2 separate regions of the Mus musculus genome follow, and region 1 is linked to region 2. Evidence: chromatin contacts called from public HiChIP or PLAC-seq data. All regions are on one chromosome and are shown on one strand. The core of a region is the stretch at or near the end of the contact, and the rest is flanking DNA. Distances in the headings are between cores, read along the strand shown.

The links. HiChIP or PLAC-seq counts read pairs in DNA pulled down with a chosen protein or histone mark.
Region 1: a contact with region 2 is called in an H3K27ac HiChIP or PLAC-seq map of large pre-B cells, with 2.5 times the contacts expected there. The contact joins two enhancer-like sites. A contact is called at or near these places in 1 of 115 datasets of contacts at active chromatin or transcription factors (large pre-B cells) and 2 of 9 other capture datasets (adipose tissue and liver).

Annotation. Positions count from the first base shown.
Region 1 is chr6:30,228,449-30,234,516 of GRCm38.p6, forward strand. All of the region lies in intron 5 of Ube2h (ubiquitin-conjugating enzyme E2H), which reads right to left. Among named protein-coding and RNA genes, the nearest start is that of Gm31221, 53 kb to the left of the region's middle. Within about 2 kb of position 1,918, at least 41 of the 459 cell types and tissues checked have an H3K27ac peak or open chromatin away from gene starts, as enhancers often do.
Region 2 is chr6:29,884,437-29,890,693 of GRCm38.p6, forward strand. Ahcyl2 (S-adenosylhomocysteine hydrolase-like 2) reads left to right here. Exons shown (of 17, transcript NM_001171000.2): 8 at 1,682-1,798; 9 at 6,245-6,257. Among named protein-coding and RNA genes, the nearest start is that of Strip2, 29 kb to the right of the region's middle. Within about 2 kb of position 2,960, at least 11 of the 459 cell types and tissues checked have an H3K27ac peak or open chromatin away from gene starts, as enhancers often do.

The DNA of each region.
Region 1 (6,068 bases), core at 668-3,167, 340 kb after region 2:
CTATGGTTCCTAGCGGTGGGCAGTTTAGGAAGCATTAGAAGGTGTGTCTGGAGGAGGGCTTGCCTCCCTCTCTGCCTGCCTACCACCTGCATAGAGGCGAGGGGAGGAGTCAGTGGCTCAGTAAGCTCCACACTGTGGTTCCAGGCCACGCCTACTACCATGAGAGGAATGGACTCATCCTCAGAAACTGGAGCAAGTCCCAATTAAATGCTTTCTTTTATAAGCTGCTTTGGCTATAAGAAATAAAAAGTAAGAGCCCAGTCCTCAGAAAGGAGTTTTCTGTTTCTTTTGTTTTCGAGGCAGGGTGTAGCCCTGTGTAGACTATGTAGCCCTGGCTGTCCTGGAACTCAGAGATGCAGAGTTTGATTAGGCTTTTTTCCTCAACTGCCTTGAGAAAAATGCCTCTGCCAGGTCTCATCTCTGTCAAGGTGGACCTTAAAGGGCATGCAGGACTCCAAATTCTCACCCTGACAACCAGGAAAAAGACAGTCAGTCACTTCTCTTCAGGATCAAGTTCCAGCTCTACAGCATATGCTTGGCGAGCCCAAGGCCCTGGACTTGGTCTCTTAACACAAACAGGACAGGACAGAGGAGTATATACGTCTCTGTGTTCTGTTCTACCCTGGGCAGTCAACAGCCACATCACTGTTCCCCTTTGTTCCATAATTCAGTAAGGAGCAGGCTCAAAGAAGAGGAAGTAAAAAAAAAAAAAATCTTGCTCACACTTAGAGAAAAAGATGAACCCAAGGTGTCATCACAGGGTGTCAATTCCTGTGGTCTAGAACCCATGATTTCTTCTATGACTTACACAGAGCTTTCCTGGGATTCTGGCCATTGTAATTCAAATTATGGCTATGTAAACTGTAGTCATTTTAGGATTTTAATCACATTATTCATATCCTTGACTACTAAGGGAAAAAAAATCAGCCACTGAATTTCCAAAATCCTACCATCAATTCACAAGCAAATCAGGAGTTTCTACTGTTTCCAGAATAAAGTCAACCATGAGACTTTACTGCAGTGCTCGGCCAGGCTAAGTACTGACTGTAGGGAGCCAGGGCAGGCGTCCTGGGGGCGTTCTAAGGACTGGAACAGAGGAGGGCATGGTGGCACAGGCAAAAATCCCAATACACTTCGAGACCTCATCTCAAGACAGACAGACAGACAGACAGAGAAAACAGCTGGGTGGTGATGGTGGTCCATGCCTTTAATCCCAGGGGCATTAAAGGCAGAGGCAGCCCTCCTTACAGAGTGAGTTCCAGGACAGCCAGGGCTACAGAGAAACCTTGTCTTGAAAAGCCAAAAACAGATAAAGAAAAAAGGAGATTGAAACTGCATAAATAATTAAAGACGCCCTTATTTCCTTTCCTTTCCTTTCCTTTCCTTTCCTTTCCTTTCCTTTCCTTTCCTTTCCTTTCCTTTCCTTTCCTTTCCTTTCCTTTCCTTTCCTTCCCTCCCTCCCTCCCTTCCTTCCTTCTTCTCTCTCTCTCTCTCTCTCTCTCTCTTTCTTTCCTCTTTTCTTTTTTATAATTTCAGACTAATTAATAGATGTTTAAAATCCTTTTCCAGCTCCTGGGGAACAACAGAAGATCTGGAACGTGTTTACACATTTTCTTCTCCTGCTTACAGTACATGAGCAGTGAAAAACTACAGTGAGAATCTACAAACAAATGAAATGCTTCATTACTCCTTTTTTCTTTTTCTTTCTTTTTTTTTGGGGGGGGGTAGGGGAGCCAGGGACCCCCACTGTGTAGACCTGGCTATCCTGGCATTCAAGAATATGTCCAAAACTCAGATGTCAACCTAAAGAAGGCAAGCCTTACTGGCCCATGGTTTCAGCACATGGTTGGATGGAGCAGTGGCAATGAGAGCATGCAGAGGAGGCGCCTTCCTTGTTGGCCAGAAGTGGAGAGCAAGCAGGAGACCAGGGAGTGGCTGTAACTTTAAAGGCATGCCTCTAGTGACCTACTTCCTCTAGCTAGAGCCACCTCCTAAAGTTTCTACACCTCCCAAAATAGCACTACCCACTGGGGACCGACTGTCCAACACATGAGCCTGTCGGAGACACTTCACACTCCAACCACAATACCTACGTACCTCAGCAACCAGAGAGGCTACACTGCGAGTAACTTACCCAGTTATGGGCGAGAAAAACATGATAAGGGGCTATAACAGGCAGCCGGCATCCTCAGAAATAACACTTCAGTAAAGCTAATGAGGAATAGCCTCAGACAGGTAGACCATCTTTAAAAAGTTTGAGATTAAAAGTAACTTTCTCTAAAATAAATGCTGTTGGATCAAGAAAGAAAGACCCCACATGGCACATCCAGGAGGTTAATGGATCAGTCACCACTGACCTTGAATTCCACTTATTGGTAGTATTTTTGCTTTTCAGTATTTTAAGCTTAAAGAAAGTAATTTTGTTCTTTGAGGGGAAAGACAACAGTAAGGCTGTAGTATCCTAAGACCTGAGGAACACTAAAGTCCTGCTAACTGCCAGACCACCAGGTCACCAGTCTGACCTAAGAACCATTGTATCACATTTCGTGCAAGTTAATTACTTACATACTTACTGTGATATCAGAGCGTGAACCCAGGACTTTTACATATGGTAGGTTAAATGCTTTACCACTGAGAAACATCTCCAGTACATGGACCATTTTAAAAGCACTCTAGGTGGGAATGGTAGTATATGCCTTTAGTTTTAGTACTTGGAAGGCAGAGGCAGGCAGATGTCTTTGAGTTTGAGTCCAGTCTGGTCTATGAAGTGAACTCTAGGCCAGCCAAGGCTACATAGTAAGCCTGTGTCTCAAGATAAAATAAAATAGGGCTAGAGGGATGGCTCAATGACTAAGAGCACTGGTTGCTCTTCTCAAAGAACTGGATTCAATTCCAAACACTCACATGATGACTCACAACTGTCTGTAACTCTAGTTCCCCAAGGATCTGATATCTTCTCCTGCCCTCTGAGGATGCCAGTCAAACGTGGTGCAAAGACATACATGTAGGCAAGACATCCATCCATATAAAACAAAGTCATCTAAACCCACATATAAAGTTATTTTCCTGGGCTGGAGAGATGGCTCAGTGGTTAAGAGCGCTGACTGCTCTTCCAGAGGTTCTGAGTTCAAATCCCAGATACCACACGGTGGTTCACAACCATCTGTAACGGGTCCAAAGCCCTCTTCTGGTGTGTCTAAAGACAGTGACAGCACACTCATAAGACAAACAAACAAATCTTTTAAAAATGGGAAAAAAAATCCCCATTAACTGCTTAGTTGTAGTCCCTTCCCAATGTATTTAACCTGAAAATGACCTGAAACAATGCATACTTCTGTATATCTCAGATGAGCAGCTCTCAAAGACACTGCTCATCACCTCAGAACACTTCTCACCTTATTGGGGTGTTTTTTAGAGGTCATTGTAGTTCAAACCTGACACAACCTTGCTTATCTTATGCTAGGATTCGTTACCAACCTTCCTGAAATGAAGGCAGTTAATCTTTAATCAGCCAGTCAGTGTGGTATACACAATAGTTACACTAAAGCTTTTATTAGAACTTTGAACTACCAGGCAATAATAGTTGGTGTTAATGTAAGAAAAAAGAGCCAGTTATCTTTATTCCCAGTACTGGGGTGGGGGTGGCAGAGGCAGAAGATCTCTGAGTTCAAGGCGAGTCTATTCTACAAGGTGAGTTCCAGGACAGTCATGGCTATACAGAGAACCCCTATCTCTAATCTACCACGACCCCCCCCTGCTTCCCAAAAAAGATAACTACGTGCAATTATAAGCTAAGAACCCATAGGTTGTGATGGTGTAAACCCTTAATCCCAGCACTAGACAGGCCCTTTATCCTAGCACTGTGAATTCAAGGACAGCCTGGTCTACAGGTTGAGTTCCAGGACAGCTAATGCTACACAGAAAAACCCAGTATTGACAAACACAAAAAAGAAATCTATCTATAAGATAAATTTTGCCTATTATCATAAACACAGATTAAAAACCAAATCAGGGGCTGGAGAGATGACTAGGTGGTTAAGAGCACTGACTGTTCTTCTGAAAGTCCTGAGTTCAAATCCCAGCAACCATATGGTGGCTCACAACCACCCGTAATGAGATCTGATGCCCTCTTTTGGTGTGTCTGAAGACAGCTACAGTGTACTAACATATAATAATGAATAAAGATTTAAATAAAAATAATCAGAGCTCCTCGTCTTATTTAAGAACTAAAGTGAACCCTGTATCTATAGCCCCAATAAAGCAGGTCAGCTTCATGGGTCCTATACTGGCTGGATTGGGATGCATAATCCACAAAGCCTGGGTTACTACATGGTCTAATGCTGACCAGTGAACATGACATACCCAATCCACTAAACTCTTCTACTGAAGAACAACTTTTCCACTTGCCTGAAATAGTTGCTTTCTGAAGAGTTACAAGTCCATAAGGGGGGCTGGTCATGGAGCTAGCTAGCTAAGTCCTGTCAAAGCCGGCAAGCCTGAAACTAAGCGCGCAATTCCTCTCTTCTGTAGAACAGGCGGCATTCCTCTCATGCTGAGAAGAACCTGTTCTACTTAGCCTCTACCTACAAGATGCAGAATGATACCAGGTATGAAGTTATGAGTCTACACATACACAGACACAACACTGAGCCTCTGGGCCTCTTCAAATAGTTGTTGCCCAACCAGTCATAAAGATGAACACACAAACCTCTCAGTGTATCTACTAAACTCAAACTTCTACAAACAGCTGAGCATCTGTAACACATGGCACCTGGGAGGCACACTGAGGGACAAACCACCATTCCCCCTCCTCCTCACCTTCTCATCTTTATGTTCATTGGTGTTTTGCCTACATGTCCATCTATGTGAGGGTATCAGATCTTGGACTTACAGCTGGGAGCTGCCATGTGGGTGCTGGGAATTGAACCTGAGTCCTCAGAAAGGGCAGTCAGTGCTCTTAGCTGATGAGCCATCTCTCCAGCACGGCATCTTTTTTTTTTTTTTTTTTTTTTAAATGGAGTAAGGGTTTCTTTTTTTTTTTAATATTTATTTATTTATTATATGTAAGTACATTGTAGCTGTCTTCAGACACTCCAGAAGAGGGAGTCAGATCTTCTTACAGATGGTTGTGAGCCACCATGTGGTTGCTGGGATTTGAACACCGGACCTTCGGAAGAGCAGTCGGGTGCTCTTACCCACTGAGCCATCTCACCAGCCCGGCATCTTTTTTAAAAGCAGTGTTTCGCCATGTAGATTAGACTCACCTGGAACCTGTACTCTCTCTGCCCTGGCTGTCCAACCATTAGGATTACAAGTGCTGTCCATCAGCACAGCTCAAGAAAGGCCTTTCCTGGTTTTGTCTTTTTCAATACAAGGTGTCAAATCCAGGAGTGCTCTACCACTCAGCTACATGCCTCAACAAAGCATCCGATCCATCTGCCTCTGATGGAATTAAGCGCTATTAACCATCATTCCTGCTAGGAGGTGGTGTGCACCTTTAATTTCAGCCCTCAGGAGGCAGACACAGGCAGATCTCTGAGTTTGAGGTACAGAGCAAGTACCTGGACTGCCAGAGCTTCAAAGTGAAACCTGTCTTGAAAAGCGAAGCCAAACCAACAACAAAACACCTATAGGCCAATCTCATGGAAACATTTTCTTAAGGTTCTCAGATGACTCCGGGTTGTTCAAGTTGTTCCCCTCTCAAAACAAACAAGTAAAAAAAACCTAGCACAGACTTGGAGCTGGGCTTACAGGTGGTTGTGAGCCTCCTGCTGTGGAAACTGGGAAACAAACTCTGGAAAGGCACCAGGCACACTTGACTGGTGAGCCTCATCTCTCTTCAGCCCTCCACCAATTCTTCTTTTTCTTTTTTTTTTTGTTCTGTTTTGTTTTGTTTTGTTTTTTCGAGACAGGGTTTCTCTGTATAGCCCTGGCTGTCCTGGAACTCAGAAATCCACCTGCCTCTGCCTCCCAAGTGCTGGGATTAAAAGTGTGCGCCACCATTGCGCGGCTCCTCCACCAATTCTTAAATCACATTTCTCTTTGACACTGAATCCAGATCCCCTGTC
Region 2 (6,257 bases), core at 1,710-4,209:
CTTAGTGGCTAGGAGCACTGGCTGCTCTTCCAAAAGACTCGGGTTTAATTCCCAGTACACACATGGCAGCTCACAACTGTCTGTAACTCCTGTTCCAGGAGATCCAATGCCTTCATAGGGACGCACATGGCAGGGAAAGCACCAATGCACATAAAAGTAAAAAACAAAAAGCCCTATAGCTTTCAACAACCTTCTGATTCTTAGAATGGGCTAAGTTATTAAATTTATATGTGTGTACATATGTGCTCACATACTTGCATGTCACAAATGTAGATGCCACAAGAAAAGACAACTTGTGGAAATTAGTTCTTTTTTATCATATTAGAGCCACAAATTGAGCTCAGAATGTCAAGTTTGGCAGAGACCTTACCCACTGAGCCTTATCCTAGCCCCAGGAGGTGAATTTTTAATAAAACAAATACTTCTCCTTTTTAATGGACTTAGTTTTTAAACTCATGTATGTATAGCTATGCATTTTATGGGTTTGTATATTGTTATGAATTGGAAACTACTAATAATGGTAGGATTATGCTGGATTTTTTAAAGTATTGTTTAAAATTAGTTCTTTTAAAGCTATTTTTAAGATTGTGTGTGTGTGTGTAAGAGAGAGAGAGAGAGAGAGAGAGAGAGAGAGAGAGAGAGAGAGAGCATGCATTAGGTTTCCTGAAGACAGAGTGGCAGGTGATGCCAAGCCACTAGATGGGATCAACGTGGATCAGTCTCTGGACAAGCAGGAAATACGCTCTCAACCACTGAGTCACTTCTCCAGCCCCCACATTACTTCTTTTTTTAATTATTAAAAAGGAATATAAAATTTATATGAAGGTTGGAAGAGATTGCTCAGTGGTTTTAGAGCTCTTGCTACATTTGCAGAGGACCCAGAGTTGGTTCCTAGGATCTACCTGGCATCTCACAACGTTGGTTACTCAAGTTCCAGAAGATCTAACATCCTCTTTGGGCCTCACCAGGCACCCATGCCTTAAACATACATGCATTCAAGTAAACACTCATACACATACAATAAAGCTAGTAACTTTTCTAAAGTCTCAGTCTTGCAGTGGGCATGGTAGTGCATGCCTTTGATGCCAGCAGAGGCCAGTGGATCTCTGTGAGTTCCAGACCAGACAGGACTCCACAGTAAGACCCTATCTCAAAACAGAAGTCTCCATCTTTAAAAATAAAAACGAAAAAGATTTATATGCAATTAAATATATTAAGATCTTAAAACATAGTTGGAAGATGGCCTAGGCGGCCATCACTGGAAAGAGAGGCCCATTGGACACGCAAACTTTATATGCCCCAGTACAGGGGAACGCCAGGGCCAAAAAAAAGGGGAGTGGGTGGGTAGGGGAGTGGGGATGGGTGGCTATGGGGGACTTTTGGTATAGCATTGGAAATGTAAATGAGCTAAATACCTAATAAAAAATGGAAAAAAAAAAAAACATAGTTGGATCAAAGCTTTTCCCTACATGGTTTTTTGAATATGAGCTTTATTGCCAGGCTGGATACAGCTTCTAGAAATACATTATCTATTTCTCTGTATCTGTCTTGTAGGATGGAATTAGTTATATCTTTTCTTTCATGCTCAGTCCATCAGTATATTTCAGGGATCAGACATGAAACCAATCGTAGGTTGTAATGTCTGGCTGTTTTATGTTCCTCTTGCCTCTTTCCTTCCCAGGCTGTACCAACTGTCCAAAGCTGGGAAGCTGTGTGTTCCCGCCATGAACGTCAATGACTCAGTCACTAAGCAGAAATTTGATAACCTCTACTGTTGCCGTGAATCTATTCTTGACGGGTAATGTCTGCTATCTTTGAGGTGGTCTTGGGTTATTGCCTGACGGTTCCAGCTTCTTTGGTTTTAGTTATTTCTGGAACTGTTTCATGTTTAACCACATCACACCCAGAACTGTGTAACCTGGAGCTCAGTTGCTATCACTCACAATTACAAGAAAAATCTCTTTCACTTAGGATATTAGACTGGGGCTAGAGATTGGGCTCAGAGATTAAGAGCCCTTGCTCCTCTTCCAGAGGGGCCTGTGTTTAATTCCCAGTACCCACATGGCAGCTGACAGATGTCTGTAATTCCAGACCCAGGAGATCTGGTGCCCTCTTTTGGCCACCACAGGTACCAGGCAAACATATTCAGACAAAGCACTCATGCACATAAAAGTAAACAAAATTTTAAAAAAGAATTGATGCATATGTAGCAGAGAATGGCCTAGTCGGACATGAATGGGAGGAGAGGCCCTTGGTCCTGTGAAGCTTCTATGCCTCAGTACAGGGGAATGCCAGGACCAGGAAGCGGGAGTGGGTGGGTTGGGGGAGGGGAGAGGGGCTAGGGGGTTTTTGGAGGGGAAACCAGAAAAGGGGATGACATTTGAAATGTAAATAAAGAAAATATCTAATAAAAAAAAAAGAGCAACCTAGGCTATATAACAAGTCTGAGATGAGAATAATCTCGACTTATAATAATAAAATAGGCAGTGAAATAAAAAAAATAATTGAGATTAGCTGCTGTTAGTAAGAGTTTATATTTTGTGCTATTAAAATGGCATAACAATGATTTTGAAAGAGATCTCAGCTGATCCTATTTCAGATCATGGTTCCCATAACATACTGTATAGTTCTCATGTTATTACTGCCATAGAGTTCTTGACTATCTAGAAACTTGTGGGAGGAAAAATGAACTCCCAGAGGCATTTCTGCTTTCTGCTGTATGAAGGTTGCAGGTCTGACAGTATTCACCCTGTCTCCACCCTTGTGTTCTGGCGTTCTTTCATTAACTGCTAGCAAGACCCTCATGTGCAGTCAATTCCATTGGTGTAACTAATACTTGACATACTCAACTTTTGAAAATCAGAGCTTGATTTTGGCTCAGAGTTTTAGAGGTGTTGGTCTGTGGGCAGATGGCCTTGTTTGCTTTGGGGCGTGCAGTGAAGCAGTGTGTGGTTAGTCAGGATCATGTGACAAAGTAAAGTCGACTGCTTCTGACTGAGACGTAAGAAAAGAGTAATGAAGGCACTGGGTCCCCTCTACCCTTTCAAGAATCTGTTGCCAGTTCCTAGAACGCCTCTCACTAGACTTGACCTCTTAGAGTTTTCAACACATTTTAGTAAAGCAAGCAGGGGGACCAAGCCTTTATCATATGAACCTTTGGGACCATTCTAGATCCAAATCATAGCCCTCAAGTAATTGTCTAAGTAAAACCATCAAAATAGCTTAGAATGTGGCAAGTGCAGTGTTTCCATCCCGTGTGAGTTAAGAGAGAAAATGAGGAAAGGTTCTGTGGACTGTATTCCTAGCCATTCAGTGTGTGCTGTGACACTACCGGTGGGCACTGGATCCAGAAAGACCTCAGTTTAAATGCTGCCCCCATTACCTATTTATTAACTGTAATCCCTTGCTTATCCTCCTTGCATATTCCCTCATCTGTAAAATAGTAACTTTGTGACCTACTTTATGAGGGTTTTTTTTTTTTTAACTTTATGAGTTATTATGAGAGTTAATAAGACAGGGTAAGTTATTCAGTGTTGTTACCTTTCTCCTGTAAAAAAACCAACCAAACAACAGTCAGGGTGGCATTTCACTGTGCACACCCAGCTGATCTGGAACTTGATACATAGCGCAGCCTGGCCTCAATAGCACAGTTCTTCTTTCATTGTGCTTTAATACAGGCATGTGCAACCAAACCCAACACCTTGCTTCTCTGTCTAGAACTTCATGTATAGTAAGTTTTAAGATTCAGTTAGAATCTAGGGAGGTTTGTCTTTTTTTTTTTTTTTTCTGTTTGGTGGAATGTTCGATGTACATTGTACCTATGGTGGCCTACTATATTACTAGGGAGTCAGTAGTATCACACAGACTAAATGTTTTCCTAAATTCTTAGCTCAGTAGTCAGCTATGGAGTATCCTCATGGTGAGTGTCATTGTGACAGATACCTCAATTCTGACCACATTAATAGTCATTTGTATATATTTCATTAAAATACTTAACTACTCACCACTGTCTTTTGACTTTTCAAATACCGGATGTGTGAACCTAAAGTTGGCCTATACCAGGATCAGTAAAAGATATGTGAAGAGAACTCTACTAATTCAGAAAAATGGATAGAGCCCCTCCCAACCTAGTTTACTCCCTCAGTAAGAAAGAGTATTAAGGTTGTACAAGAGTGTACGAGAGTGACAAGAAGCAGCAGAGTGGAGGTTATGGTTAGATTTTACAGTGAGGAGCAGGGACCTGGGCTGTCATCTAAACTTGCTAAGTGGTACAAGCTCATTGGTACCTGCAAACAGTGCCAGACTGCAACTGGGTCAAGGGAAATTGTTCTCTCAGTAGAGATGAAAGCAAGAGAGATGAAAACTGCTCCAGAGACACCTAAGTAGAAGCCAGGGATGGTGGCACACATCTGTAATCCCAGCACTCAGGAGGCCAAGGAGGTGAATCGAATGTTCTAGGCTATTCTTTCTTATTTAACAAATTTGAGGCCAGGTTGTGCTACATAAGATCCTGTCTCACAAAACCAGAAAGAAAAGGAGGGGCAGTGGAGCAGGCAGGCACTTTGGCTAAGAGAGCATCCACATGAGAAAGGTATTAATACTTAATCTTCTATAGTTCTGAGATGGTTACTTGCTGTATCCGTCCCTTTACATGTCGCTAGGACCAAACACCTGACAAAAGCAACACAGGCATAATCCAGTCATGACAGGAAGTCCTGGCAGAAGGACAGCCATCCACAGTCAGAAAGCAAAGAAGAATGCTGATGAAAGAGATGAAGATGGTGCTTTCTCCTTTTCTTTGGTCCAGGGCTCCCATCCATCAAGTGGTACTGCCTATGCTGAGGGTCTTCCTATGTCCGTTAACCTAGTCTAGAAACTCCCTCAAAGACATATCCAGAGGTTTAGTACCGTGGTGGTTCTAAGTCCCCTTAAGTTGTCAGTCAGAATTCACCATCACACGGGCATCAGGGAGCCCTGCCAACACCTCCTTGTGTACTGCTGACTAAGATTCCACTTGAGGAAGAAGAAAAATTCCCCCGAAGCTCCAAAGGAGCTCAGCTAGGCTTTTCACATTGTAGAGTAGATAGTGTTTTAGCTCTCCTAGGGCTGTGGAGCGAGAAGAACCAAAGAGAAGTTCAGAGGGTTGCCATGGCAACTAAATAGCACCAGGTAGCTTACCGTTACCCCCAGTCCTTCCTTGAGTGAAGTCTCTTTTGTCCTTTATCCTTGAGGAAAATCCTGAGGTCACAGGATTATCACTGCCTACCTGGAGTCCGTCCATGTCTGCAGCCTGGTTGTCATTTGCAGAGGTGCAGTGTGAAGGAAGTTTCCAGACCACCACAGCTGTGTATGGTTAAAAAGAAGGGGGATGAGGAAAATCTTCAGAAAGTGGTCAAGAGAAAGGAGGCCTAGAAATAGATCCTTTGGTCTCCTTGCTGTGCTAGCCATTGCAAGACCACTCTGATAATCCATGACTTGTGAGTGTGGTAGTCCCCACCAGAAAGTAGGAAGTTTTACACATATTTGGAGAGACCGTGTATCTCAAAATTGACTGGATTTTAGTTGAAACGCTTTTTTTCTTGACCAAGATTCCCAGAAAAAGTAGTCTTTACCCAAGGAGAACCAGAACTCACTCCTACACATTCTTTCCAGAAATCCTGGAGACAGCAAGGATCAGTTTCATAGAGAACAAGATACAAAGGTAGAATGTTTCTACTCCACATGAACCCAGAAAGCTCATTGTCTATATAGTGAGCATCAGCAGATTTCACAGCCTCTCTGCACCGTTGTCCAGTACTCTCCCTATTGGATCAGTGTAAGACCAAACTGGGTACTCTGATACTGCTAACTGCATTACTTACGGTATATTCCTAAAACAGCAAGGTAAAACAGTGTTGCCATTACGTCAGAACTGTCACTTCCTAAATTAAAATTACAGTTTCCTTATTTGTATCTTTGCTTTTTCCCCTATCTAGTCACAATATAGACGTGTACATTGCTTTTTTGTTTACAGGCCACTGTGTACTCTATATCTTTCTTTTGCACCACTCACTTTAGTCTCAGAGATTAAAGAGGGAGGCTGCACAGCTCCCATATACCTTGAGCTCGTTAGATAGACAAAATACAGACTGTATTGCTTTCCCTCAAAAATGAAAGAACTAAAACAAACACACAAGCCTCAGGTAGGAAGCTAAGGATATGTTTTTCTAAGTGAATGGTTTGGTTTTGTTTTTGTTTCCCTCAGACTTAAAAGGACA